2 separate regions of the Urocitellus parryii genome follow, and region 1 is linked to region 2. A link is a contact called in public Hi-C data. All regions are on one chromosome and are shown on one strand. Each heading gives the region's core, a stretch centred on a gene start, on an enhancer-like site or on the middle of the called end of the contact. The rest is flanking DNA. Distances are from core to core; before and after follow the strand shown.

Region 1 (3,770 bases), core at 1,212-3,711, 300 kb before region 2:
CCAGCCCCCTTCCCTATGCACACACCTCAAATAGTTTTTTTTTAAAGCCAGAATGTTTGCTCTCTGGGGTGTTTTTCAGTAAACAGTAACGCTACATAAACACCTTTTTCACTTGCAAGTTACAGAGAATTTAAATTTTACCCCTGTGTACATGTATGTTTTTTGAGGCACATGGATAAACCCCACAGAGGTGCAATCAGATACTGCTAGCAAATTGGTGACACAGTGCTCTATAAAGGTGGAGCTGTAAACCAAGTAACTTTAAAAATTTTTGAAAACCTTCCACTTTGAGGAAATTTCTTTCCCAAAGAAGTTCGAAATGGAATGGAGTCTTTGGAGAGGTAGATAATTTTCTTTCTGTTAATGTTTAGTAGCCCTGGTTTCTGAAACACTGCTACATACACCAACTCCAGATTCCTAAGGTGGTGATTTGCTTTTTTCTCTTAATAAAGACCATATCTACGTTTTATTCTATGTTCCAAGCCTCTGGACTTTCATTGTAACCTTAGCCAGTTGCTGAAGGCAACCAGTTCTCCTGATCTGGGCCTAGGTCTGCTCTTTTGAGGACTATGCTTTTATCCTCCAGGTGTTTTGATTGGTTTCTAATCCATTTGCATCAGTCCTATGTTTTTTTAAATGTCCACTGATAAATCAAGATTTTTAGGCCCAGAAAAATACATGTTTGCAGTCTCTGTAGTTCCAAGTATTTGTGCCATAAACCGTTCTGTTGGTATTTGGTAGATTTGTCACTTAAGGCCTAAGACAAGGTTTTGAAGCAGATCCTGGCAATCCAGAATTTCAAAGGCCTGTCAACTCAAAAGCAGCTGATGCCTCACCTGTCCAGGAAGCTGGACATTGCAAGTATTTCCTGTTTTCAGCTCATTTGATTTGTTACTCTTTCCTTCTTTCTACAATTCTTATTTTTGAAATATTACATAAATGGTGCCTACTTGTGACCTCTGGTGTAGTGAGTAGTGTATCTAGACACTGAGTAGCAAAACATACACCTATATATACACACATACAGGCACACACACACACACACCATATACAGTAGGGGGTATTTAAAAGTACGCCTATTCCGAGTTTTAGTTAATTATCTTTTAATGAAAGTGTCACTCATATTCACATCTGTAATATTGGAAAGAGATAATTAGATTTTCAAATGAGAATCAGCCACCTTAAATTTTGCACCAGAAAATACCAAGTATATTTCATTCTAATGAGATCTGTAGTGGGGTTTTAAAATTCATCATAATGTGCTTCAAGAAAGATAACTCAACAGACTCGAAAGATGAAAGGTTTTTTTCCCTAAGTCTTCTTAAAGCTATTACATTGAACTTATGCAATTCTGATAAAATATTCAAGAATATTACATAAAGGCTAGAACTGTATCCATAGTATCACCCTTGCAACCATCACTTATTCTCATTTGGAAGTTTACTTTGACTAAACTAACCACTTCCATCTCCCTTGCCCTGGGTTTTCTCTCCTGCGTCTGCAAGCGAAGAGACGTGTTTAAATAGAATGCCTGCGGATCCAGAGTGCAATTCTTCCTTTGAAATAGACTGGGCTGAGCAGTGTTTGCACACAGCCAGGCACCCTTTATTTACATACATCTGCATATTTGCTTAGGCCCCTGCATTTCGCCATTAAAGTGCGTTCATGTGCGTAGTTGAATAAACTAGGCAGAGAAAAGCTCTTCATTACCCTAACTCATATTTCTGCTTAAAGCTCCCTAGTAAACAAATCTGTGGTCGGATAGTAATTACTTTGCCTCATTAAAATTAAAAAAAAAAATCTCAAATGGTTAAAGGGTATTGCTTAGGCAGTATTTGTTTTATATTCCTCTCTCCTTGGTGTGGTGGTGGTAGTGGTGGTGGTGGTGTGTGTGTGTGTGTGTGTGTAATGAAGTTTGGGAGTTGCGCGTAGGGGCGCGTGGGGTGCGAGCCCCGGAGGTCCCCATCCCTTGCCCTTTCCACGGTCGCCTTGTCCCGGGCTCCAGCCGCAGCGCTCGGAGCCTTGGAAGTCGCGAGGCTCCGGGGCTGCTCTGAGTCCCGGCTGCGCGTCATTTGCAGTCTGGGGAATGTTGATCACCTCACTAATTACACCTCTCTCTCCCCCCTCTCCCTCTCCCTCTCCCTCGCTCTCCTCTCTCATTCCCAGAGTGCATATCGGGAATAGACACACAAAGACATGCGCACTCAACTTAATCAGCCATTTTTTTAAACAGGGCTAAAACGATAATAATTAGCAGAATAAAGACATATCGGATTTTCATTTCCTTTCCTCCTTTTCCCAACCCCTTCACAACCAAACAGCGAGACCGCGGTCGGCACATGCTTTAACTCCTCCCGGACCCCCGAGGACCGCTCCATGCCCCCCACTTTCTGCTCCAGCGTTTTTATTTTCACCCAATAAAGTTCGAGGATTATTTTTTTATTTTTTTTTTTATTTTTTTTAATGAACCCTCTCGTTTTACTTGGATGTGATCAGCTGTAAGTAAAATAAAAGCAAAACAAAAAAGAGGCGAAGATCGAGTAGGAACTGCAGGGGAAATGGAAAGTAAGTTTTTTCTTTAACTTTTATTGAGTAGTTTGTGTTAAATTTAGGTCGAGTATCGATTATCTTTCCAGCCTGATCTTGCACAATCTTTGATATTTCGCTCCCTCTCTCTCCCTCTCCCTCTCCGCCTCTCTCCCTCTCTGCCCCTAGCTCGCTTGCTCTTGCTTGCTCTCGCACACATCCCTTCATCCCGACCATCTCTTCCGCTCTGCCCCCCTTTTCTATCTCTTTTCCCCCTTTATTTGGCTCAAGGATTTTCTCTGCCGAGGGAGGGAAAGGGCACTAAGGGACCTGATTTTCCACTTTTTTTTTGGGGGGGGGGGGATGATTTTTCGGGATTTAACTTTTGGATTAAGTGGCAGATTATCCACGTTTGGCCGAGCGGTTTTCTCTCCTTTTTCCTGTCTTTTCGCGTTCTGCCTTCACCGTGAGCTTGGGGCATTCTGGTGGCTTGGGGAAGCTGTCAGCTCCACAACCGCGCGGGTACTGCCCGGGATCCCCGCTTGCCCCACGCCCCTTCACCTCAATCGGAACGACTCTTCCTCTACTCCCATCCTCCGAAAGTTTGGATGTTGGTTGGTGGGGATTGAAGCCTCCCCCCCCCCGCCTCTAATTTACCCTCTCCCTTTCCTTATTCAGCCTCTTTTTTTTCTTCCTTCTTTTACCCGCCCACCCTCCCCCTCTTCTTAAGTTGCCCGAAAGGCACTTAATGCTCGGGGCTGACGGAGGCCCTGGGATTCGTCTGCACCGGGCAGAGGGTTCCAAGAAGCTGGGGTAGGCGCTAGGGCTAGGGCAGAGGCTGCAGGTAGACACCCGCCTGCTGGAGCAGGAGGCGGCGGGCTCCGCGGAGGGTTGCTCTAGGCTGAGCGGACGCCTGCAAACGGAAGGCAGGTCCGTTAGGAGGCGGGATCGCCCGGCCTCGGGGCTGGGGGCCCGGCAGGCTGCGGCAGCTCGCTAGGGGCGAGTTCGTCGCTGGGTGTGCGTTAGACCAAAGGGTAGACGCTCGAGGTTTGGGATTAAGAATCTTTTCCTTTCTTTTTTTTTTTTTTTTGGCAAAGGGCAAGGGGTGCATGTGCGCGAGAGTGAGTGAGTGTGTGTGTGTGTGTGTGTGTGTGTGTGTGTGTGTATTAAGGGGCTGTGAGAACTGATTCATTCCCTGGGCTCCCCCGCCCCCCCCCAAAGGGTTCCATGTCTACAAATGAACT
Region 2 (3,873 bases), core at 644-3,143:
ATGATGCTGTGAGGAAAAGATGGGGCTACAACTTTACTAAACATGTCACAATGGGCAAGTCCACTAACATATTGTAAGGTTCATACTGAATATGTAAAATGGAAAATACTTGTGCTCCTTATTGCAAGGATTATTATGAGCACCAATACAGAATTTAGAAAACTTTAATAATCAAATGAATGTATGTCGAATACAAATGAACAACTGTCCTAAGAAAAAAGAATTTCAATGCTAGAAGGAAAGGCAGATCATTTAGCCTAATATATAAATTAAGCACTGGGGCTGAAGTTCAGTGGTAGAGCACCTGCTGCACCTTTGAGCCACTGGGTTTGATCCTCAGCACCACATAGAAATAAATAAATCAAGATATTGTGTCCATCTACAATTAAAAACAAAAAAAAATTTAAAAAGATATGAATAAATTATTTTAAACAGGAACCCTGTTATAAAAACAGAACACATAAATAGCTGCTCTTGTTAATATACAGCTGACACTTGGCTTGCTTTGTCTCTGTTCTGCATGGCTCCAGGATCTTTCTACAGAATTTTTTTATGAAACAATTTTAAGCCCACAGAGCTATTTCTAACTTCTAAAAATGAAGAGAATAAAAGTTGAAGCGGTAAAGTTCGACAAAGGCAAACCAGAATAGGGACTAGAACCCAAATCGCCTGACTTTGTTTAGTATTCTATGTTCCAACACTTTTATTTTCTTTTTAAAGAATAAATAAATAAATAAATAAAATAGAGCTTCTTCTTTACGTTCAGTAATTTCACTATCTCCCTTCTTTCAAAGGCCTCAAGATCACTGAACTCTATCTGGACACAAGTAACTGATATTATTGGCAAGACCAGAGTAGTTTAACATACAAGTAGGTGGTTAGTTAGAAATTGTGGTGGAGGGAGCCTCAGTCTCCTTGTAATGGCTAAAAATTGTCTACATAAAAATTTGCAAGGGACACCACAGAATACAAAAAACACGTTAGGCTTGAACTTTCAACTACCAGGTCTCATTCTGTGAAAAGCCTTTTACTAAAATGTTGCGTGTACAGAAAATGGTCCCTAACTAAATACGCAAACAATGACTTTTAAAGACTCAAAGGAAAATGCTCATGATTTTCACATTCCTGATAAGGAATCAACAAGAAATAGAATCAACTCCGAAATTTTATAAGAAAATTCTCAGTATCTCCTCCCATAAGGAAACCAAAACTTTTAAGCAAATGGGTTTTCACTTTAGTTACTCAATTTTTTTGTATCACATGTAACCCTTTATATGAACCCTCGGGTTTTACTGAACGCTTCGATCCTGGATGATTCTTAGAAAGACTTTGATAAGAAGTAAATCTTTTCACGAGGAAAACACGTCTAAGTCCGTCTCTAAAAACGGCAATTCGTGGAACGCAGAGGGGTTCAATTCTAGCTGCGTGTTCCCCCGCCCTCAATGGCGCAAACCTAAGAACATCTGTAGGCGTTTGTAATTGCTTTACAGTGTTTCCCGAAATCAAGACACTTTGATTTGCCTCTTCCAGGAAGACAATAAACAGGGAAACTGAAGCAAAGGGCGAGAATTACAAGGCCGTGAAACTCCAAGACCTCCCGGCTGTACGCAGGACCTCAGGTTTGCACTCGAGCGCTCTCGGGCAGACACTGACCTTAGGAGTGTGCGAAACGCCCACGCTCCACGTAACTTTTTCTGAAACATACTCTGGAAAGCTTGGCTTTTTCCTAGCAGAATGTGGGTTACCCGGGCTTCCGGAACTCGCGGGCTTCCGGAGCGACGCAGGACCCGGAAGTGGCTGGGGAAAAAAAAAAAAAAAAGGAAATAACACCACCAGTGAGCACTACGCTTTAGAGCAGTGCAGAAGGCCCTAGAGGGCCCCGACACAGAGAACTCGCAGGAGCCGAAGGGCCGAAGAGCCGAAGGACCGAAGGGCCGAAGAGGACACCTCGCGCACTGTGATTGGTTGGAGAAAACGTCTCTGATTGGCAGAAAAGTCACGAACCGGTCAGCCCCGGGTCGGGGGCCGGGCGTGAAGAGGTTACAGTGTCCAGGGGCCGCCGGGAAGCTGGGGCTCTCGGGGGCAGGGCTTTAGCTGCGGGCAGCCGCCACAGCGGGCGGCCGGAGAAGCGCCGCCGGGTGGCGGTGAGGTGCCTCCACAACTCGGGTCTCCTTGTTCGCCCTGAGCGGCCTGCTGCGGGACGACCTCGTGAGGCGGGAACCCTTGGGCTGGGTGGCTGTGTCCGGACTAGGACTGTAGGGCGGTGCGTGCAGACAAACCTTTACCGCGGGCTTGGTGGCGTTGACGTCTGCTGGCTCCAGAAGGCAGGTCGACCGCCGTGCAGAGATGCGCCCGAGGGGCCGGTAAATTCAGGGTAGTGGTCACTTGGGCCAGGCCCCCTCTCAGTTCTTCCCATCAGCTCTTAGGAGCCCGCCTACCCCAGGGCATCGAGTCAGAATTTCAGAGAGGGGTCCGTAGGAAGAGCGCCCATGAGGCAGTTCTGTGCAGCCCGCTTTGGGAAGCGCCAAAGTTTGAACGAAATAGAGTAGTTTAAGAAGTAAAGATTTCCTGCATGTAGTAGGTTTTAAGAACCTCTTAGTTCTTGTCACAAACCCCTTAGGAGAGCGCGCTCAGTCTTACCAGGAGTCTATTGTTAAACACTGAGAACTTATCCTCTGAAAGTAGTGTTACAGAAGTGCTTTTTCATTTTTGCTTTTTTAAATTTTTTGACTTGTATTTTATTTCAGGAATTATTCTATGGAACAGATGTTACTCCATGTATGAAACATGAAAAGATAAAATGTACGCATGAACACCAATACTGTCTAAATTCATTTTTATATTAAAGATCACACAATTTGACATCATTATACCTGGAATGTTGCCTTTTGTATGTTAAGGACATTTAGTGGGGAGGGGCAGAGAATTGGCCTGGATAGAGGATGATAACTACTTCAATTAATGAATCAAAGTCTTTTCCACCATGTAAACCTAGAGTACAAATGAGATGGAGTGGAGAGTACAAGTTGATAGGGTTTGTAGCTCACTTAGGTATAGCAGAGGTTTTCTAGACTGCAGCTGTTCAGTATGGTAGCCATTAACCACATGGGGTTAGTCTTAAGTGAGGTCTGTTCTAAGTGTAAAATATGCCCAGGTTTTTTTTTAAGACAAGGTATGGAGGAAGAAAATAAAGAATGTAAAATATTCTTTAATTTTATATTGATTATATGTTGAAATGAGAGTGCTTTGAAAAATTTAAAATCATGCAATTTCCATAATTTTTATACGGATACTTATGTTCTAGAGAGTAAGAAATTCTCTTTGAAGATGACTAAAGTCTTTCACTTAACAGTTGCAAAGTGGGCAGCTATGTGGCACTTCCAGAATAACTCCCAGAAGTACTGTACTTAACTAAATTTTTGTTGGAGGGGAGAGAAGACTGGCATAGATTACATTTTCAGAGAGCAGTTCTAGTTCATGAAGCTTTGTATAGGTCACATGAGCATCAAGTTATGTATTGATAATAATGATAACCTATCTATGAAGACATTTGTGCTCTGTTAAATGAAATTGTATAAGATAGGGAAATATGTATAACAGTCAAGATTTCTATTGAAAATATTTAAAGTAAGTTCTGGGTTTAACCTCTAGGTATAGTATACATCTTTAGTTTTGTAGTGGACTAGTAAGCTGAGGTTTCAGGAAAGTTTTGATTCCATTTTTTAAAATATTTGCTTAAAAATGTTTTCCACTTATTTATTTTTCACCTATTTAACAAAAACCTGTTGGGGGCCAGAAGTATTGCTTGGCAATATTGATAAAAATATGAACTGGACAGAAGATTTACATGGCTCTTAACTTTCTAGGAGCTTA

The links. A called contact is a pair of places that touch in the nucleus more often than the background predicts.
Region 1: a contact with region 2 is called in a Hi-C map of muscle, with 5 times the contacts expected there. The contact joins the promoter of Zfhx4 here to the promoter of Pex2 in region 2. A contact is called at or near these places in 2 of 2 Hi-C or Micro-C datasets (liver and muscle).

The regions. Positions count from the first base shown.
Region 1 is chr7:55,370,952-55,374,721 of mUroPar1.hap1, reverse strand. Zfhx4 (zinc finger homeobox 4) reads left to right here and starts at 2,461. Exons shown (of 11, transcript XM_026383024.2): 1 at 2,461-2,565. It overlaps LOC144255754 (a long non-coding RNA gene), which reads right to left. Exons shown (of 4, transcript XR_013343921.1): 4 at 3,267-3,439.
Region 2 is chr7:55,075,054-55,078,926 of mUroPar1.hap1, reverse strand. It overlaps Pex2 (peroxisomal biogenesis factor 2), which reads right to left and starts at 1,893. Exons shown (of 4, transcript XM_026383996.2): 1 at 1,654-1,893.